3 separate regions of the Mus musculus genome follow, and all the other regions are linked to region 3. The links are chromatin contacts, called in public ChIA-PET and HiChIP or PLAC-seq maps. All regions are on one chromosome and are shown on one strand. The core of a region is the stretch at or near the end of the contact, and the rest is flanking DNA. Distances in the headings are between cores, read along the strand shown.

Region 1 (2,791 bases), core at 86-2,585, 510 kb before region 3:
CTAATATTGGTGGCACTTCTTTAATGCTAGCACTCAGGAGGCAAATGGATCGCTGGGAGTTTGAGATCAGTCTGGCCTACATACATAATGAGTTCTGGCACAGGCAGGGCTCTAGAGAGACCCTGTCTCAAAACAAACAAGCAAACACACAAAACAAACAATAACAGAACGTGAACAGAAGTGACAAGAACTGTTTTTTGTGTGGCCTTGGCCAAGCCTCAGCTTGCCTGGCTTCAGATGGCTGTGTGACTTCAAGGGAGTTACTTTCCCTCTCTGTACTTGGCTTTCTCCTGTGCACATAGATCTATTAAGCGTGCATAGTATTAGGGATGCACACTATATTCATCTTAGTACTTGAGAGGCAGAAACAGGTAGATCTTTGATTTCAAGGCCATCCAGGGTTACATAAGTTCCAGGCAAACCAGGGCTACATAGTGAGACCCTGTCTCAGAGCTAAAGAGAGTCAGCCATAGGGGGTGAGTGTATGGTTCATGAGGCCTGTACTCAATTTCCTACATACCAAAAGGGAAGGGGAAAAAAGAATCTTTGTATACTGTTGGCTCTCAAGTTCACTCATTTGGTGAAGCTGTGCTGAGCAAGCATGTGGACCAGAGTTCAATACCCAGACCAAGGAAAGCCCAGGGGTGAGGGAATGACTCAGCCCACAGAGGCTACACACATAAATAAAAATAAAATATTTCTTTAAAAAAAAAAAAAAAGAAAGAAAGAAAAGCTTCAGAACCAAAGAACCGAAGAGTTGGAATGTGTGCTGTGTGGGCCTGAGGACCCGAGTTCAATTCCCCGCACATGCACAAAAGAAGGTGAAGAAGAGAGTCAGTAAGATGGCTTCGCAGATGAAAGCACCTACCTCCCAAACCTGAAGTCGTGATGCTGTAATACTAGCTCTCCTGCAGTGAGGGGGGACAGAGAGAGGAGCGCCATGCAACAAAAGCCCTCAAGTCACCCAGCTTGAGATACACAACATGGCAGCCACAGAGGAGACTCCGACCAGGTCGGAATATGAGGACATCCAAAAGTAGAGTAGTCCTCAGGACTCCACACGTGTGCTCTTTTTTCCTTTTTTAAGTTGAAAAGCACCTGCTAACAGGGTAGACAGCCACACACACACACACACACACACACACACACGTGCACGCATGCATAAAAATCCAAAAAAGTGTTGTTGTTGTTGTTGTTGACAGAGGTTGAGGCTCTTGGGAATCTGCAGGAGAAGGCAGGGCTGGACTGTGTCAATTTCTTCAAACTGCCCCTCCTGGCTATCATCCCAGCAGGCACCTGAGAGGAAGCTAACCTTTGACTGCCTCCTCCGGGTCCAGCCTCTCTGGTTCTAGGATGTCAGCAGGTACACCCTGGGTGGAGTTTCTATCCAGGGCTGTGGTTAAACTCAGGAAGTTTCCTTGGTCCTGAACGAAGAGCCAAGCTGGAAGATACACACTGCCGTCCAGTCCGCAGAGCCACGCTGCGGTTCGTCCATTCCTAGGTCATTTCCCTGTTACCACAGCCAGAAGAGGTGAGTACAGGTGAGGAGGTTGGGGGCAGGTCCCCTGAATCCTGACGAGCCCTAGGGATCCAGGAACTGGATGCATTGGTCTCTGACCCCACCCCAGGGCTCTCTGGAAGGAGATGCCATTGCTGAGAAGAGACCCTGGTTCTCCCAGACTCTGGAGTCCCAGCCTCAAGTCCCCAGCTAGTTCCTTCAGGTCCTGAGTCCTCCAGATCCCGGGATCCCAGACCTTAGTTTTTCCAGTCCCTGGGTCTCCCAAGCTCCCGGCTCACCAGCCCTGTGTTCGCCCAGCACCCCCATAGCCCTACTCCCTGCACACCGACTACCATCCTGCCCTGCTGGTTGACCTCTTAACCCCAATCTCCGCTTCACCTCTCAGATCCTCAGCTCTCTCCCTGCTACTGATTCCAGTAACAAGAGTAGATGAAAGGCAGAATTGGGCTGGATGTAACCGGATTTTCCTGTTCCCGTATCCTTGGCTTCCATATCAGCCTAGGGGGCCCTCAGAAACCTGCAGCTGTCATGGGGGGCAGGGGGGGGGGAGGATCCCGATCCTCTGTTGGAGATTTCAATGTGGCAGCTACTCTGATAAACTGCCCTGAGACTCCTAATGCCAGTGTTCCTTGGCACAGGGACAGAACAGGAAGAAAGCGGTGCCAGTCACAGGAATGGCACTGATGGGGTGGAGCCAGCCATGTACCTGGCTCCTGTCTCTGAGCTGATGTGGAGGGGATGCTGGGGGCAGGGCGCTCTGGGTGGAAAAGGCAGTTCTGAGGACACAGGCTAGAAAGAGGTGAGTGCAGCGGCTTATGCTTGTCATACTAGTATTCAAGACGCTGAGGCAGGAGCATTGCTAAGTTAGGTATCAGCCTGGACTACATCGAGAGAGCTTCTCTCTCTGCTTCTAGGGAACTGGAGAAGGATTCTTCCTTCAAAGCTGGGACCTCTTTCCAGCATACCGCACCCCTCCAACAGAAGGTAAACTGAGGCTAGGCACATGGTAATTGATCTTCCTGACCACAGAGATCAAAGAGAGAGTCTAAGCTCCTCCCATTGCCTCCTCAGCCTTGGACTGGAGCCAAACTGCTGCTCTACAGTCCTCCATGGCTTCAGCTTCCAGTCCTCCCACAGTCCTTGGTCTTCCCAAACTCACCCAAGTGCCTACCTAGCCTTTGGATCACAAGTGATGTGAATCTGGCTCCCTTCCTTAGCGGCAGTCTGCTGTCCCCTGAGAAGACGGCAAAGGCGACTGAACATGAGTCTGTA
Region 2 (2,700 bases), core at 194-2,693, 360 kb before region 3:
GAGTGGGGTATTCCTGTGACAACCTGACCATGTTTTGGAAAAGACTGTGGAAGGACTTTGGAACTTTGGGCCAGAAGATCCATTCAGTGTTAAGAGCTCTGTGAGATGTTGTGTAGGAGCTTGGAAGATAATGTTGAGAATAGTGCAGAAGATGGAGGCCTGGCTTGTGAAATTTCAGAGGGAAAATTAAAGACTCTTATCAGGGCCACTGCTATTTTGATTGTGAAGCTTCTGTGGTTCTGGTTAGCTGGGGCTGAAGAATCAGCTGTGATTAACAAGATACCAGAACTACTAAAGCGAAAACTTTGCATTACTGGGACTATTGATGCTTGTTAGCTGGAGCTAAAAAGTTATCTGTGATTAAGAAGAGACCAGCACCATTGAGGTGACATCTTCTGGGAAGTGTTTTCTGAAATCACAAAGAGGCTGCGTGACTAAGACAGATATCTTTTCCATGGAGTCAAAAGATACCAAAGTAGGGGCTGGTGAGATGGCTCAGTGGTTAAGAGCACTCATTGCTCTACTAGCAGTCCTGAGTTCAATTTCCAGCAACCACATAGTGGCCACGACTGCCTGTAATGGGATCTGATGCTCTCTTCTGATGTGTCTGAAGACAGCTATAGTGTACTTGTATATGTAAAATAAGCAAATAAATCTTTTTTTTTTTTTTTTAAATTACCCTCAGGACTGATGAGATGGCTCAGCGGTTAAGAGCTGTGACTGCTCCTCCAGAGGACCTGAGTTCAATTCCCAGCAACCACATGATGGCTCACAACCATTTGTAATGGGATTAGTTGCCCTCTTCTGGTGTGTCTGAAGACAGTGTACTCACATATAAATAAATCTTTTTTTTTTTAACTTAAAAAAAAGAAAAACAAACAAACAAAAAAGTTACCTTCAAAGATTTTTTTTTTTAAAGGTACCTAAGTATATGATTGCAAGTGGAAAACTAGGAGACAGAATCAGGTATTCGCAGCTTCTTCACTTTCATTTGTGTGTATTACCTACTTTTATTCTCAGCACAAGGATCTCTGTGACCTCTAGGCCATCCTGGTTTACACAGAGCTCCATCTAGGGATATGCAGTGAGACTCTGTTTAAAAAATAATGATCATATGCTATGTAGTTTCCTAACACTTGCAGGAACTTGTGGAGCGAAATTAAACGAGAAAACTACAACTCCCAAGAGACACCGCGGCAAGATGTCCGCAAAAGTTGTCCTGTCTCACCCCCTCCCCCAATCCCTGGGCATGCAGGGCTTTGAGTTTTACTTGAAAACGGACGCAGGAAATGTTGCGTTGAAGACTGTGAGCGTCCAAGAAAACCGGAAAGATTTTCAAAGATAAGGAAACCTCATCGGAAAGGGGCGGGGCCGTTAACGCGGGCGGAAGCTCAGAGTCAGCGTGGACCAATCAGTATTCTGGGGGCGGGCTCTCTGCGGGTGGAAAAGTGGGCGTGACTTAGGAGAGAAATCGCCAGAAACCTGGCGGAGGTTGCTGGCCTTAAAAAACGCCCTCAGCACTGGAGAGGTGAGGGGGGTTCAGAAGCCGTGGGCAAGAGGGGCTGGAGCGCGTGATACTTGTCCAGTGTCAGGCCTCGGCGGTCCCGGCAGAAGGGGAGGTTAGGGGCCTGGAATCACGGTTCGGGGGAGGATTCCCCTACTCAGGGAGCCGGAATGAGGGTCTGCGGATTGCGCTCCAGGAAAGGGAGGCTGGAGGCCTGGCGTCCGGGGTTGTTAGAGGCCTGGCATCCTGGGTTCCAGGTGACTAAACGCTTGGAGTCTTCATTTTTGCAAATCGGGTGGCGTGCACACTCGCTTCCCCAACCGGATACGGGGTTGGGACATCCTTAGCCAGGGATAGTACTACACGCCTGTAATTCCAGCGCTTGGAAGGGAGAGTCAGGAGGGTCAGGAATTCAAGGCCAACTTAGGCTACTTAATACACAGCTCAGAAAACCGTAGCAAAACAAGAAAAAAACCTCATTCTCCATCTCTCCTCACAGACCAGCCACGATGCCTACCTCGGTGCCCCGCGGGGCCCCTTTTCTTCTCCTACCACCTCTACTGATGCTGTCTGCTGTGCTGGCAGTGCCCGTGGACCGCGCAGCACCTCCTCAGGAGGACAGCCAGGCCACTGAGACCCCGGTGAGTAGCCCTGCCCTGGTCGCTGGCGTCTTTGCAGTGGTGCTTGCCATCCCCAGGGCCCTGGAGAAAACTCCAAGGGATCCCCTGTTTGATACGCTGAGGCGTGTCGTTTACCCGCCTTCCTTTGCCATAGTGAGTGTGTGAGACTTGCAAGCAGACCTGGGGGCAGTGACCTTTGAGATGTGGAAATCAAGACAGATCCCAAATGAAAACCTGTGTCACACCCTCATCTAAACTTTCCCCTCTGATCGTTAAGACCCTCTTTAACAAGGAATGAAGAAAACCTGAAAACCACATTTCCCAGTAGCACCGTCAGCAGCTGGATGCTACCACCTAGCAGGGCATTCTTGCTTCACGGAGCTCACGAGCAGTGTAGTTTAAGTGGGAAAAGGACACGGGAACTGCTGGTTTACTCATGCCAGTATTATTGAGCTCTGTGAAATCTTTGCTCCCAGAGAGTCCAAACTTTCAAACTCCAGGTCCCTGATTTATGGCCTGGTTCTTCCTGTAGCTCTCCCTAGCAATACAAGCTGTTGTTACCTCCTGAGACAGGTT
Region 3 (2,700 bases), core at 128-2,627:
ATAAATGAAAGCCACACTTCCGGCGTCTGTATAACTAAGGAACTGAAGTAGCCACCGTTAAGCCCACCTCAGCGCCCTTCATCCAAAGCAGGCACCTACAGGGACCACTTGTATGAAAGAGCTGAAGCCACGCCCTCCTAGCCAACCAATCAAAAGTAAGGACTGAGGAGGCCTGCGAAATGACACACTTCCTGAATCAATAAAACCTACATATCTGCCCTTCCCAAACCTCAGAGGTTACAGTACAGAAAGGATTGCCACTCTGAGAACTTTAGTATCTCCTGCTCTTGTCTATCATGAGTTAGGCTCTGGGTCTGATCCCACTCAACACACACCCAGTCTCAATGCTATTAATCGCCCTTTTTTGAACATAATTAATGTTTTTGCTTATAAAGAAGTTATAGAGGCAGAGGAGGCTGGAGAGATAGTTAAACGGCAGAGTGCTGACTGCTCTTCCAGAAGAGGAGAGTTCGATTCCCAACACCCAGATTGCGACTAACAAAGCCCTGTAACTCCAGTTCTAGGGGGATCTGTCGCCTCCTCTTCTGGCCTCCTGGGGAACTGCATGTACATGATGCACAGACAAGCAGGCAAAATACTCATGCACATAACAATAATCTTTGTTTGCTTCTTTTAAAGAAAGAAAAGCATTTGGGGTGGAGAGAAGGCTCAGCAATTAAGAACACATGTTATTTTTGGAGATGTCTGGGGTTAAGCTCCAAACAGCCACAACTGTCATGAGGCTCTCTCCAGCCCAGCGGCTGCATCGCCCTCTTCTGGGCTCCACAGGCACTGCAGACACATAGTGCAAAGACATACCTCAGGGCTGGGCGTGGTGGCGCACGCCTTTAATCCCAGCACTCCGGAAGCAGAGGCAGGCGGATTTCTGAGTTCGAGGCCAGCCTGGTCTACAAAGTGAGTTCCAGGAGAGCCAGGGCTACACAGAGTACATACAAAGAAAGATAAATATTTTTTTAGCCAAGTGTGCTGGCACACGCCTCTAATACCAGCACTCGGGAGGCGGAGATAGGTGGGTCTGTGAGTTGAAGCCAGCCGGGTCTACATAGTTAGATCCAGGGCCTCCAGAGCTCACAGTGAGACTCTGTCTGAAAAACAAAATAAAACAAAACAACGAAAATCTATTTTTTCTAAAGAGTCAAAGTGACAATAGCCGAAGGCCTTCTGCCAGTGCGGGACCCCACCCACCCACCCAACCATGTCTGTTCTCCCCGAAACTACATTTCCCAGCATCCGCCCATAGGCCGCATCGCGCGGCTCTAAAGTAGGCGGGTCACGTCCTATATAGCTCGCTTCCGGGCCCTACGGTTGGCCCCGCCCCTTTGATTGGAGTGGGCGGTGCCGCCCTTCGGACCTCCAAGTTCCTCTAGGTAGACCGTCCAGCAATCCCTCGCGGAAGGCTCCGGGAGAGCGATGGCGGCTACGCGTGTACAGCCCAGTACCCGGGAGATTTTCACGACGCTGGAGTACGGACCGGTGCCGGAGAGCCACGCATGCGCACTGGTGAGGGCTTGCCCCGCGGCCGCTGCTGCCTCCGAGTCCTCTCGGCCGCTTGGGGCGCGCGGGCTCCCGTCATCCACTGCGGCCTTCTCGGAAGCCCCGCCCCTCTGAGCGCGTGATTTCCCCTACAGTGCGGAAGCCTGGGCTGGGCGGCTGGCGGTGGGCGGCGATGGTTGTCCTCGCGGTTTTCGTTTACGGTCCCGAACGCCGCCGTAGTGTTTCCCCAGGACCCTTCAGGAACGGGTGGTCACTAAATCCCCATACCTCTCGCGGTCCTCCTGAGTCTTCACCTTGCTAGATCGTGGTTCCTTGTGGCCCCCGGCACTTTGGAGGCTCGCGGGAACGTTTAGAACCTCAAGTTCGTTTAGAACCCCAAGTTCGTCCAAAACTTGCTATGACTGCTCCCCTTGTTTCAATATCCTTACGGTGCTCTGTGATCTCCTGCCCCTTCGAACGTCATCTGAGTTCTCTTGACCCTCCTAGCCCATCCTATTCTCATTCTCCCTCTCCCCCTCCCAAGTTTAGTGGATTTCTTTGGGAGATTTTCCTGTTTTCGTACTTCATTTATATTATTCCTTTAGAGCCTCCTGGCCCAAGGCTCCAGAACCCTCTTGCAGCCTCATCGGAATGTGGTAGGGTTCCTGGGATTTTCTTTAAAACCAAGGACCAATCAGAATGCCCAGGGTCCCAGAAATTCTTCCAGCATCCAAGCAGGTATTAGGAGGTTGTAGAGTCTTTAGACTCTTAAGAGGAGTCACCACACTACAAAAGGACTCCAGCTTTGGAGGGACAGCATAAAACACTCTATAAAGTTTAGAGTGTTGATCCCAAAGATACAAGGAGAAAGATCACTGACCCGAAATCATCACGGCCAAAGTAATTTAAGCAAGTAATTAATTAAGCTAGCTTTTTTTTGAGGACACAAGCTGCCTCCCCAATAAGCTTTGGTTCTAGAAGTCAGTCCTGGATGTGAGAAAGACAAGGTTTTTATATATAGTTTGTGGATAGGGGGATTTGGCCACCAAAATAGTTGAGGTTACAGGAGCAGAACATACACATTATAATAACCTTCTGTAGTAAAGACATTATTGCAAGGTGTTCCTAAAATGGTAGCCATAACAACCTTTTGAAACAAAGGTAGGGTTGCAAAACAATTATAATATCTTTTTAAGGGCTGGTGAG

Evidence for each region. ChIA-PET counts read pairs in DNA pulled down with a chosen protein or histone mark. HiChIP or PLAC-seq counts read pairs in DNA pulled down with a chosen protein or histone mark.
Region 1: a contact with region 3 is called in an HNF4G HiChIP or PLAC-seq map of pancreatic cancer cells. The contact joins the promoter of Fut2 here to the promoter of Aldh16a1 in region 3. A contact is called at or near these places in 5 of 39 promoter capture datasets (cranial neural crest, hippocampal neurons, liver and 2 more) and 4 of 115 datasets of contacts at active chromatin or transcription factors (acute myeloid leukemia, embryonic stem cells, microglia and 1 more).
Region 2: an RNA polymerase II ChIA-PET map of memory CD8 T cells shows a contact between it and region 3, with 15 read pairs. The contact joins the promoter of Nucb1 here to the promoter of Aldh16a1 in region 3. A contact is called at or near these places in 4 of 39 promoter capture datasets (cranial neural crest, frontonasal cranial neural crest, liver and 1 more), 1 of 115 datasets of contacts at active chromatin or transcription factors (memory CD8 T cells) and 3 of 9 other capture datasets (adipose tissue, liver and macrophages).

What each region holds. Positions count from the first base shown.
Region 1 is chr7:45,664,938-45,667,728 of GRCm38.p6, reverse strand. It overlaps Fut2 (fucosyltransferase 2), which reads left to right and starts at 1,335. Exons shown (of 3, transcript NM_001271993.1): 1 at 1,335-1,531. It overlaps Gm39008 (a long non-coding RNA gene), which reads right to left. Exons shown (of 5, transcript XR_882068.2): 3 at 1,313-2,791.
Region 2 is chr7:45,509,151-45,511,850 of GRCm38.p6, reverse strand. Nucb1 (nucleobindin 1) reads left to right here and starts at 1,443. Exons shown (of 13, transcript NM_001163662.1): 1 at 1,443-1,528; 2 at 2,004-2,145. The coding sequence starts at 2,014. It also overlaps a transcript of Tulp2 not described here.
Region 3 is chr7:45,153,213-45,155,912 of GRCm38.p6, reverse strand. Aldh16a1 (aldehyde dehydrogenase 16 family, member A1) reads left to right here and starts at 1,377. Exons shown (of 17, transcript NM_145954.2): 1 at 1,377-1,521. The coding sequence starts at 1,432. Pih1d1 (PIH1 domain containing 1) reads right to left here and starts at 1,610. Exons shown (of 10, transcript NM_029406.4): 1 at 1,373-1,610.